2 separate regions of the Gossypium arboreum genome follow, and region 2 is linked to region 1. A link is a contact called in public Hi-C data. All regions are on one chromosome and are shown on one strand. Each heading gives the region's core, a stretch centred on a gene start, on an enhancer-like site or on the middle of the called end of the contact. The rest is flanking DNA. Distances are from core to core; before and after follow the strand shown.

The links. Hi-C and Micro-C count contacts between places; a contact is called where the count stands out from the background.
Region 2: a contact with region 1 is called in a Hi-C map of leaf, with 2.2 times the contacts expected there. The contact joins the promoter of LOC108480869 here to the promoter of LOC108483152 in region 1. A contact is called at or near these places in 2 of 5 Hi-C or Micro-C datasets (both in leaf).

The regions. Positions count from the first base shown.
Region 1 is chr1:115,298,454-115,304,883 of ASM2569848v2, reverse strand. LOC108483152 (ras-related protein Rab11B) reads left to right here and starts at 2,037. Exons shown (of 2, transcript XM_017786381.2): 1 at 2,037-2,472; 2 at 3,790-4,528. The coding sequence starts at 2,252. The coding sequence ends at 4,219. LOC108483151 (homogentisate 1,2-dioxygenase) reads right to left here and starts at 1,499. Exons shown (of 9, transcript XM_017786380.2): 1 at 1,014-1,499; 2 at 576-806; 3 at 137-216. The coding sequence starts at 1,234. It overlaps LOC108480993 (a long non-coding RNA gene), which reads right to left. Exons shown (of 4, transcript XR_001870735.2): 4 at 6,187-6,430.
Region 2 is chr1:115,444,331-115,450,831 of ASM2569848v2, reverse strand. It overlaps LOC108480869 (protein SEEDLING PLASTID DEVELOPMENT 1), which reads right to left and starts at 4,495. Exons shown (of 9, transcript XM_017783998.2): 1 at 3,960-4,495; 2 at 3,091-3,305; 3 at 2,304-2,454; 4 at 1,569-1,760; 5 at 813-975; 6 at 491-720; 7 at 1-89. The coding sequence starts at 4,367.

The DNA.
Region 1 (6,430 bases), core at 788-3,287:
AAGACCTCAAGTTTTCTCAATTATACGAGTAACCATGCCCCAAAAGGAAATCTAAGACTCCAAACAAGCAGAAAATAAACTTTTTTTCAAAGATAAAAGGATTTTAACTTTCAAAGATAAAAGGATTTTAACTTACTTCCTTGCTGGGGAACTACCAAAAAATCACCATCTGCATTGCAGAAGGCACAATTGTCCATTGATTTGTTGGCAGTATACCTACATGTGAGGAAAATTTTATTACCTCCATGCATACCTTTAAGCTAAACAATTGAGCACAACCCGACTCTCCTAGCAAAGGATCAATGCAACAAAAGTTCTTTCTGAATGCATGAAAGAGACACAAGATAGTAATGGGGGTGAAACTCATCTCAACCAAGCACATGAACAATTTGGTGAACATATCGAGCCAAAATTTAAATTGCAAACAGACCCAACTCACATTACATTCGTTTCAGTAATGAAAAAAGTTACTACAGTAACCTGCCCATAATTCTTAGATAGCAGGTGTATTAAGCAGTTATAATCAGATTCATCATTCATGTAAAAAATGAAATGACAACTAAAATACCAATTACATGTGAATAGCAAATCCATGGCGAAGGAATGAGCTGCCAGCTCCACATAGTGTGTATAAACCATCAATAAAATCCGTCGGCGAATCGGGAATATCCACAGGCTTCCACCGGAGCTGAGTCGGGTTTGCTACCGTGTTGGACCCATCAAATTCACTCACAAGCTTTTTGTGACTCGGTTCACGAGGCCAAAACGGCTCGTGAGTAACCGATGGTTTGATTCTATAGAACCAACTATTAACACAAAAAATTCAAAAAAAAAAAAAGAAAAAGAAAGAAGAAGACAAAATCAATAACATGAACGCTAAACAATTTTCCTTTAATCAAAATTTAAAAGAAAATTTAATTTACTAAAAACTCAACCGAATTATCATATACACTGCTAGTCAAATTTTAACACTACTAAACAAATTATTCAAAAATCTGAAAAAAGAAAAGCACCTGCGTTGATTAAGCTTCCGAGGAGAAGTAAAGGAAGTGCCGGAGATCTGCTCAGCATAGAGTCCAAATGGGCAAATAAGAGGACTATTTTGGCCACGTGGCAGAGCTCCTGCGATCGCTTCCGATTCAAAATGATTGCCAAATCCTGAATGATATTCCAAATCATCGGGAAAACGCCCCCAACCTTCGCCTTTTATAACTTCCGCCGCCGGTTTCTCCATCTTTCTCGGTTTTTTTTTTTAAATTTTGCCCCCCTTATTTTGTACGGGTAAATCTATGACAGACAATGAGCTAAATGATGTAAGAGCAAGAGATTGAGATCAAGAGATCGACGTGGCAGTTTCATCGGCTGGAGAGTCGTGCTGTCCTAAGCTACCTTTTTTGTCTTATAATTCAAGAACTGAATGTTAGTCAATTAATTACATATAATTGGCAAAGGTCAATTCCATTAACATCTCAAATTATCCTTCAAATTTTCAATTACTTCCTAGACTTCAAAATGTTTTTGATTCAATCTTTTCATTAGTTTAGTTATTGGTTAAAATATGCCAAAAATCCTTATATTTTTAAAAATTAGAATTTTGTCTTTATCTTTTTATTTTCAAGTATTTAGTTTGTCTATTTTTAAACTTTAAGTCTAACTGTTATCACTTTTAATTTTTTTGTTAAATTTAGACCCATTATAATATTATTATTTTAGTATTTTTGACTATCAAATGAATATTTTTATTTTAAAATGTTACACCAATAAATTTAACAAAAAAAATTAACATTGTTAATAGTTTAACTTGAATTGAAAAAAGAGAGATTAAATTTTTAAAATAAAATACAATGACTACCTTTTATATTTTCAAAGAGTACATAAATTTATGAAATATTTCAAGCTTAGTACTTTGAGGACTCAAATACAATTTTTTAAAATTTGAAGATGAATTTTAAATAATTAAGATATGAGATGCGATCTTTTTCCAACTTTTTATCTTCTATATCGACAAATTTAAAATCGGGTTACAAAAATAGGGGCCCAACAACAAATCCAATTTCCTGACCCGACCCGATCCGACATGTACGCCCCCTCCTAAATCTATGCCCACTTTTTCTTTTTCTTTTTTAAATATCTTATTACAATTTCAAAATCGATGCCACCGATCTCTGCCACTTGATAAAATTTTCCGCATAAATTCAAATCTTTATTCTTTTTCAAGATCCGATAGAAGAACCCGACCTGGTGATCCGAAATGGCGGCGTATAGAGCAGATGATGACTACGACTATTTGTTCAAGCTAGTATTGATCGGAGATTCGGGGGTTGGGAAATCGAACTTGTTGTCGAGATTCACGAAAAACGAGTTTAATCTGGAGTCAAAATCCACAATCGGAGTAGAATTTGCTACCCGAAGTATTCGGGTCGATGATAAGGTCGTTAAGGCCCAGATTTGGGACACCGCTGGACAAGAAAGGTATGGTTTTTTCAAGTTTTTTTATTATATATTTTATCATCTTTTTTTTTAATCATTTTATGAAAATGAAGTCTTCTTTGAGTTGATAGGTCGGATTGGTAGAATGGGTATTTGGGATTTTGTATTTTTGGAGCTGTTTAGTAGCAGAGGAAATGTGGTAGAATTATGTTCAAGTAGTTCTTATCTTATTGCTTGTCTGTTTCTGTATTTTCTTTTTGGATTTTGGGGTAATTTTTGTAACTTTTTAGTGATTTGAGGAAAAGAAGCTGCGTCTAGACTACAGTATTTGGTTTGGTGAAGTAAGTAATGAGATTTACTTTTTCTTTGTTTTGGATTGCTTGGTTGCTAAGAAAATATGGGTGCCAGGTGCCTTCAGAAAATTTCCTTTTAATGTTAAAGCATGTGGTCTTGGCTTTTGGTTATTTAGTGAAAAGTAGATATTTTATTTTCCTTGGATTGCTGTATTTGATGTAAATTTTAAGCATATGCGAAAGGCCAATTGTCTTGATTGGTTAGCTTATATACCATAAGCTACTTAAACCATGTACATTTGGGTCCAAGTGATAATGTTACAGCTTGTTTAACTGATGAAAAGGTGGAATTAAACCTACTGTTTATAGAAGTCCTAGTTGAATCATCAAATATACATCTTTAGAATATAGGTTCATTGAAGAGGATATCATCTGTATCTCCGATCTATAGATCGTTTTACTTTTCGTCATTCATTTTAGAAGGATATGATTGTTATCAGTTCTATATGTTAACCTTGTTCTAGTCTTGAAGTTCTTTACGATGTCCATAAATTTAGGACATTGTTGTAATTAATATCTGTAAACTTTGAAGCTTGGATTTATGTGAAAAACATCACATGCCTTCAGAGGGCATGTTTTCTATTATTCTTTAGCTCTCTGTATCATGCACGAGTCTAAAAAGGGGCTTGTGTTGCATACTTTGATGATTTACGATAGATGCATAGATAATGTTTGGTGCCCGAGTTTCCGGTTGCTGTGCAACTTTTTATTTTAATTGCTCGATCAAAATTTTTTTATTGCCATGACTTAGTCAAGGGGGATCATGATGATATGAACTCGATAGAAGATTCTGAATTGCCTAGTATAAGAAATCGATGCCTTTGCTTGAGAGGCATTAAACAAGGCTTGCCCAAAGGTAAGGTTTTATTGGTGTGAAAAGGAAATATAAATAGTTCTTCTACCTACATTTAAATTGTGAATGCTTAATATACGGTTTCTGCTACAAATAGATGTATTTTATATGCTTTTTGAGACTTGTTTTCTTGTTATATTCTTCCAAATTAAGATACCGGGCGATTACAAGTGCGTACTACCGAGGAGCTGTCGGTGCATTGCTTGTCTATGATGTCACTCGACACATCACATTTGAGAATGTCGAGAGATGGTTGAAGGAACTACGGGATCACACAGACTCCAATATCGTGATTATGCTTGTCGGTAACAAGGCAGACCTACGACACTTGCGTGCCGTTTCCACTGAGGAAGCTAAGGCCTTTGCCGAGAGAGAGAAAACCTACTTTATGGAGACATCTGCCCTCGAGTCCCTGAATGTAGAGAATGCATTCACTGAAGTACTAACTCAAATATACCATGTGGTAAGTCGAAAAGCACTCGAAGTAGGGGATGATCCCGCAGCATTGCCGAAGGGACAAACCATCAATGTCGGCAAGGACGATGTTTCAGCCCTCAAGAAAATTGGCTGCTGTTCTGCTTAACTGTCAGATGATTTTGAGTGTCAAAGTTCCCCTCAAAATTTTTATCTCATTAAGCGCCCCTAACCCCCAAAAAAAAAAAAACGAAAAGAAAATCCTTACTAGATTTGATATCATTTCCTTTTTCATGGTTCTTTTAGGGTATCTTATTTCCTCATGCAATGTTGCAGTTCATAGTTCTGATGTTGTATTTGATCACTTTAGAATAGTTTGATCAGACAAGGTTTAGTTTTGTACTTTAAAATAATTTTCATTTGTTATGGATGATAAAATTTGAATTACCTAATTATTATTTATCTATTTTTTCCCCAAGACCCGTAATCTTCAAAATTTTGTTAACAATGTAATAACTAATATGCATGCTATCTGAAATGAATGTGTAAATTATATTTATTTCCCCTTTTTTCCTTCTGTCTCGTTTGTTTATTTCCCCCTTTTTTTTCTAACGTTTCTTTTCATTCTTTGTCTTCTGTTTTCTTTCGTCTGTCTTTCTCCTTTTCTTGTCCTCGAAGAAATTTGATAGAAAAGAAGGAAAGAAGAGAGAAGACAGAGAGCAGAAAAGAATCTAGGAGAAAGTCAATAGATTGATCAAAATTCAGATTTGTTTTTCTTGTGTACAACCACCTCCCTTTTTTGGCTGAAATGAAAAGAAACTAACAGCTAACAGTTTCAGCAACTGGTAATACACCTGCCAAAACTCACCGTTTGAAGACTAAAACAAAGCGCACCGGATAACTAAAGAACAAAAAGACCCCTTTAGCTATTTGATTAAACCCACCGTTTTGACCGTAACAATCCTTTCCTACCCATTACTTCCACAACAGACATAACAGAAACTTAAATTCTCTCCCTAACCAGCCACACTTTTTATCCCGTAACACAAATCCATCGCTCCCCACATTTCTTCCCCGATTCTCACACACACACACTCTCTCTCTCCAATTTTTTCCTCTCATTTTTTTCTAGTTTTGGGTAACCAAAGGCCAAAAAAAGAACACACCCTACACTAGAGTGTAGAAGATAGTTTTCGAGCGAGAGAAGCTTGAGGGCATGTTTGGTTAGAGTGAATGGAATAGAGATGCATTAAAATAGAGCTGTAATCAGTAATTTAATTGTTTGATTCAATAGAATGAAATAAAATTGTAGTAATATTTTTGTGTTTGGTTGAATAAAATAAATGTTGTAATAACATAAGGAAAATAACTTAAATGATCAAATTACCTTTAGCATAATTTTTTTGATAGATGATTATTATTATTGTTATTAAATTTTAATAAGATTATTACTAAATATAATTTAATAAAAATAATAATAACAAATAATTTAATCATATTTTAACATAATTATTATTAAATACAATTTAATAACATTCTTAATATAATTATTTTTAAAATATGAATTAATAAAAATCATAATATATAATATTAGAAAAATAATATATAACCTACTTTATTATTTTAAAACGCAATGCATATGTAATGTGTTAAAATATCATTAGCAAAATAAATAATTTAATTATCTTTTAAATTAAAAAGTAAAAGATTAAAAGTAATAAATAGCTCGAGAATTATCTTTTACATCCAAACATAATGTTCATACATTAACTTGCGAATTATCTAGCGGATTATCCAAACATAAAATTTTACGTTCAGGACGCTTTACAATTGTTTGAACTACCTCCAGGAAAGGTTTTTGTTTAGCATTATGTGATTCTTATGTTATGTTTTCTTATCACCAAAAAAAAAAAAAAATTATACTAAATGATACAAACAACCTTGGGATCAATGATTATTGCGAGTAAAAGAAATCTAAGAAGAACAAACAAATAGCCGACAAGAAATTAATCTTTGTTATGAACTTCCTCTGAATTACAATGATTTTAGCATCATTGACATTCATTTGAATGGATTTGATTACACAGGGTAATATGTGAATGTTCAATCTGCTAATGAACAATGTACCAAAGAATCCAAGAGTAAGCGCTGCTGCTCTATGATTTGGGATACCATTCCAATGTGACTTATTATACATCAATGGTGTTCCATGATTATAAAATGACCAAAAAACCAAAAATAAATCAAACCCACTACATTCAACAAACTGTTCTAACTCTGTTACATAAATCAAATACACAAATAGCAGACAATGAACAATTTAACCATAACACCATATGGCATTTAATTTCTCCAAAGTGCTATACAAAACCAAACCTAT
Region 2 (6,501 bases), core at 3,246-5,745, 140 kb before region 1:
ACACCTGCCTCACTTATATTATCAGTTAATTGAACTGCAGCATCCATCTTTAACTTCTTAAGTCCTTGTATCACACTTGCCTCCTGGATCTAGAATAACTACTTATTCTGTAAGTTTTATTTGTACTACTTTCTTATTATTTATAACTATGACAACTACTGACAATCAGAACTAAAAAAGCTTTAACCGAGACGTTATATCTTCATGAATCTGACAAAATTTGGTATCATATCTAAACAAAAATAACTAAACTGGCTATATAGAAGGCTTATAAAATTGGCATCATACGGTCACAACTATTGAGCCTGATTTTGAGGCAACTTCAAACCAATTACCATCTAGGTTATATATGGGAAATTATAAACTAAGATTTAACTGAATATGACAAGTAAAATCAAATGCTGAATACATAAGTTAACTTCATAAACTGCCAAAACATAATCTTAATTTATAAATCAAAATGGCAATGTATGATATCAAGACCTCTTACCCCATAGACATACATACGAAGTAAATCCCTGTCTTCCGTTGAATCGTCAGCCATGTTTGAAGAAAGATCAGAAGTGAAATGGTTACCGATACTATTCTCGTAACTAGTCTCTGAAAGATCTCCAGTGATTACTAAATCCTCTTTGTCAGAGCTGATGTCAGTAAAAGTCTGTGAGCTCTCTTCCAGCCCCTGAGAGTTCATCTTGCGGATCTCAATGCGTGGAAAACGACCTTCACAATAGACAAGTAACCGATGTAATAAACTATCCTGGATCACCCACTTTGATTATTCCAGGTAGCACTAAATAGAAAAGAAAATGCACCTGCAAGAACAGCATCAACTGTTGCTTCAAGGCAACGGTGAACACGTAACTCAGTCTTAGAAACAATCTCTACACCACAACTAAATGTCGATGGTCCTTTCCTCTCCAGCACAGTCTTCTGGACACCCCTACGGTTCGCTTCTTCATCCCCTAGAGTCACACTCTGAAAAATTATGTATTTAATGAAACTAGGGAAAATTATATTCTCAGTCATGATTGAATTTCAAAGAGCTATCAATTATTTTAAGAAAATATTATGAAAATATAACAATATCTTTGCATCGACAAAATGAGAAAGAGCAAGACTACAATAATGTAGTTAGTAACAAACATTCATTAACTATACAACAGCAGGAAATAACAAAATCATAAGCTCAATGGATGATGAAATCACCGACAAAAAGCAGCTTCGCTTGTTTATAATTTTATACCGACAAGTTTAACTTAAAGGCAGCACATCATATCTTTACCTAGGAAATATTTCACATAAGAATTTGTTAGAACAGAATTCTATATGACAGCTATTCTTTGCACTGCCACCCTCTTCATCAGAAGAAACATGCATTTAATTAAAGATGAAAAAGACACAGAAAGGTTAGGATCTTTCTAAAGATATTGCCTCATCTTTCTAAATATTACTCCCCAGACTGCACTCAGACCTTTACTATTGATCCTGAAAGGCTTTGGCATAAAGGTGCCAGTAACCCCTACATGTTCAGTAAATAATAGGAACGGGTATCAGTGCAACTTGCTCACCTGTATTCCACCAATAAGGATCTCCAAAGAAGGATTCATAATCAAATTCTCAATGGTTACTCCATGAGCAGTGGCAACTAGCTGAATTCCACGTTGTGCAATTGTGCATGCGGCCATTACCTCCAGTTTTGTCCCAATTTCATCAATCACGATAACTTGTGGCATATGATTTTCAACTGCTTCTATCAATACCTGCACTATATAAAATTGCAAAAAGTTAAACAAGAAATTGCGGGTCCTGTTAAGGAAGAGAAGTTATAAAGGACAGGACAAACTTGGCGAAATTTTGAAGTGTTCTAAAGGGGCAGTAGAAAGACATTATTGATTTTATATATAAGAATGCCAGGTCATCTGATTTATGCATGTGAACTCCTATAATTGCTAGGAATGCAAAGTCTTAAAAAGATTTATGCATCAAGGTGAACAAAAGAGTGCTAATGAAGGCACATGTATGGACCACAAATTTCCATTCCCTCTAAAAGGGATAGATCTGATTTTTTTTACATATAATTATGTTTATGATCACAGAAAGAGAGATCTTTAATTACTGAGGATGTAAAGTAGGAAAAGTAGTACGACTTTATAAGAGATTATTTTCAGAATGCAAAAGAACTCAGTTAATACCCTTAAATTTTTCAACTACGAAAGTTTAATCTTAGCACACACCATAACATCAACACAGATATTTTTCTGTAAGTAACCAGAGAAGAAATGAGAACTGAGTCCAGCTTGTACCTTATGTTGCATATCAGAGTCAGGGACTTGCATTCTCCGTGCACAACCAATTCCAGCATGCGGTATATCACCATCCCCACCTATCTCATTGGAGGTGTCAACAATCATCACACGTTTCTTGTAATCATTTGCAAGCATCCTCGCTATATCCCTGCCATTTTTTTTTTTAGAAATTTAGGTTACCCTAGCAATATCATTGGAAAGATTCCTCCACAAGTAGACAAAACTGCAGCTTTTGGAACAGAAGAATTATTCAAACAACAAAAGCATATATTCAGCTGATCAGATATGGTTGGAGCATAGATGAAAATGCATATTGACTTTTGCTAGTTCTGGTTGATTGATAGCAGAAAACTTTTTTCAGTATTAAGATATATCATCTATAAAGATTTTAAAACCCTTCCCTTACACCGAGATTAATCATGTTCAACAAGTAAAAAATTTGAAAGCCATTTGTAATCTAATAATAATTCTGGGCTAACAAGCTCAAATCTTAAGAGCAGCCGCTGATAGCAAATATGCTAAAGGACATGAACGGTTCCCCTTGATTCCTCTTGGTATTGTACTTCAGCAGGATAAACAAACATGACCATTTTGCTTTTAAATAATTTAGAGAATTCTATTGAGTAAAGAGACGTTAACTTGGTAACCAGTTAAATTTTAGTGTTTGAATTTTGAAATACTTGCACTCAACTTTGCAAAATATTAAGAATGAGAATGGGGAAAGCAATCCTAGTCATGCAACCATGCCAAACAAATCAACAGATCAGAGATAGAAACAACTAACCTAATGATTGTTGTTTTTCCCACCCCCGGAGGACCAATGAGCAGTAAAGAAGCCCCATCTTGAACTAAATCTCTCAATAAATCAGCACTGCCTGATATTGCACGACCAACACGACAAGTTAAACCAATAATTGTGCCTTTTCGATTCCTGATTGCACTAATACGATGTAATGTTCGGCTGATGCCTGCTCGATTATCGATGGCAAAGTCCCCAACCTGCAGTTTTTGGTACTTGTAATGAGCAAACAGACTTCACAAAACAAAGAAAGGTAAACTGGAAGCTCTAGTAAATGAAGAGATCTTAGTTCAACTAAGATTGTTTAAAGGATACAAGTAAATTATGATAAAACAAGCAGATTTCAGCTACCACTTTGAGAACATTGAGAGCCATATAGTCTCATGACAGTGATAATGTATTACTGAAATCCATTGGGGGAAAAAGAAAACCACCAGGCATCCACGTTCTGAGACGATAATGCTTCAGCAGCAACACTATAATTCAAAATTATCATGTTTTTTAGCATTCACTTTTGCCTCGGAACCAAATGACATTCAACCTATTCAAAATTTCAAAATATCCCCAGGATAATTTAACAAAAATGCATATAGAAACACCCATATGTTGTGATTTTCTTTCTTTTTTTTTCTTTTCCCCTTTTCCATATCCAATTTAACAAAGGATATCATTTTATTTTCTCTCCCCTCAATGGCTATCCTTTTTGTTTCATAATCATTACACTGTACGTACTCATTAGCATACTTCGATAAGGAAAAAAAAACAAAACAAAAAAAGATAACTCCTTAAATACTATCCAAAGGAGTTAATCAAACACTTAATATGCAAACAGGCAAAGGGGGAAAATGATACACCTGAGAAGTAGCATGCTCGATATCTTGAACCGTGATTGGACAATCAGATAATACAAAATCCCCTGAAGGGAACCTAGCCAAAGGTTTCCTCCCTATATCCATAACCACTTCAATCAACTCTCTTAACTCTTCATGTTCACTGATTCTCATTCTCATCTCCTCTGGCAACAAAGACAAAAGACGGCCTAATTCCACGTCGAACTCATCCTCCAAAGAAGAAGAAGAAAAAGCAGGGGATTTTATTGGATACCCAGAAATACTTTTGGTGAAAAAGTGAGGAAAGTTTTGGTTTGGGTAGAAATTAAGAGGGGAAAACTGGGATTTGAAGTTGGGTTTAAAGAACAAAAGCTGTGGTTTCCATTTGGTGATTAAAGGAGGTGAATGGTGAAACAGAGAATAACAAAACATCTGATTTTAATTCTTTTGGTTTTTCTTCTTTGGCGGGAAAAATTAGCAGAGTGTTTCAGCTTTCAATCAGGAAATTTCTGTAACTTGTTTTTATTTCTGGTTTTGTTTGTAGGAATTTTATTTTTGTTTTTGATGATAAACAGAGTAAAATTTTAAAATTATACCAACCACAAAATTTTATTATTAAATAATAAATTAGAAGAAAACTACAAAGTATAATTCCATTTATCACTTACATTATACCGTATATATGTTCAAAAAAATATTATACCGTATATTCTGTTGATTTAAATATTTTTATGGTTGATAGAGTTTTAGCTTGGTTTGTATTGATATTGTTACCAGTACAAAAAGATATGAGTTAGAGCATATTGAGTTGCATTTGGGATGGTTTATGGGTGGTTTTAAGTATTTTATCGACTTAAAACTTCTTAAACAATTTTCTAAGTCATTTATTTCTTATTTTTATTTTATCTAATTACCTTGAGTTTTATATTTTTTTGTTTGTTTTCATTGGTTAATAATAAAAGATATAAAATAAAAATATTTAAATAAAATTTAAAAATATTAAAGTAGATATAAACTTATTAAATTTATAAAAAATTTATAAAAATTAATTTTAATAGAATTTTAATACGCACTTATAAAATTAATAGAAAATACGCACTTGTAGTAATGCTAAAGCGGAGAACTAAAGGAAGCCTTAATTGTTTTGATATTTTTTTATTTTCTTAAGGGTTTTTTACCTAAGTCTAAAAAGATTATCACTAAAAAGAATTTATATGAAAAGACGAAAATACAATTATAGTAATATTTATTATTTTAAATATTTTCCTAACTAAGTTGCTAGGTTATTGGAGGAGGTGTTTCCTGTTTTATTGCTACCCATGGAGGTGGCGTGTACTGTACCATGTACTAGTATTTGTCGTCGTCTTATCCTAGTGGTGCAATTAAGGGGTCTTCGTCAAGGTATCTTCTGTAAAAATGACTTTTCAGAAGAACACTTGCCTTTGCTTTTCTTTTTGACTTCTTTGGTCTGATGGGTTCATAGTTTACAGTGAGGCTATCTTCATAGCATCCATCACATTCACAGTTTATACCCCATGGACAGTGTCCTGTTTCAGGATCTTTGAAGTACTGGACTGGATATCCATCAGCTCTAAAGTTGTAGATAATGTTGTTCATCAAACAAAGTTCATATTCATACCTTGGTTGGAACATCGAGAACTGCACATTTTGAGATGTGAATGTCGGTTGCATCATGAACTGTGTAGTGAAGATTGAGGGTGTGGCATTTTCTTCATCTTTCTCGTCATGTCTGAACTTTATGATCATTGTTTTTTCTGCGTTTGTGGTGAGTGCGGCTTCTATTAACTATACCGATTTTGTGTTCTCGTGGAACTTCTCGTAGTTGGTCATCCATGTTGATGGAAGTCAGGAGATCGTTTGTTCTCTTGTGACCACTTTAGGGACATGCACACAAGTAATTATCTTGCGTGTCATGCTTCAAGAATGGGATCTCATTCTTTGTTGGGATGGCATTGTCAATTGCATGATCTTGGACTCTATAAGCCATTTGGTAGTGGAGTGTTGCTTCGTTGGTTGCGCTTACCATTTCTACTCTAGCTATCTGGATCTAGACTTTGAGGCATTTGAGTAATGTTGGATCTTTGAGCGCCATGTTGTTATTGGGAAAGAACAAGTAGACTATTCCTGAGTTGAAGGATGTCTCAGCAATACCTATGCATGCACGTTCATATGTTAGGTATCTTAAGTCTAAGAGAGCTATTCTGGCAAAGACTGGTTGTCCTTTACTACTACGGTAGCTTAATGCTAGTTTGACTGCTCCAAAATGGATGTGGGATACCCATGCTCGATCCATTGGTGTGGAAATTTTGGAGTAATTTCTATGGTCGGACTTTGAACGTGCCGGTAATTCGATGCGAGTATTCTATTTGGCTTGATTTAGGGATATGGATAAATTTGTATAGAAAATCTAATTTATTTGTAGTAGTTTTTTTTAAGAAAAAGAGTAGAAAATTAATTAAAAGAAAATTTAGCGCATAAAACCTTGAAGGTATATATCTAAAGATGAATTTTTCATAATTTTTGAGAAATTCTCTTGCCTACTCTT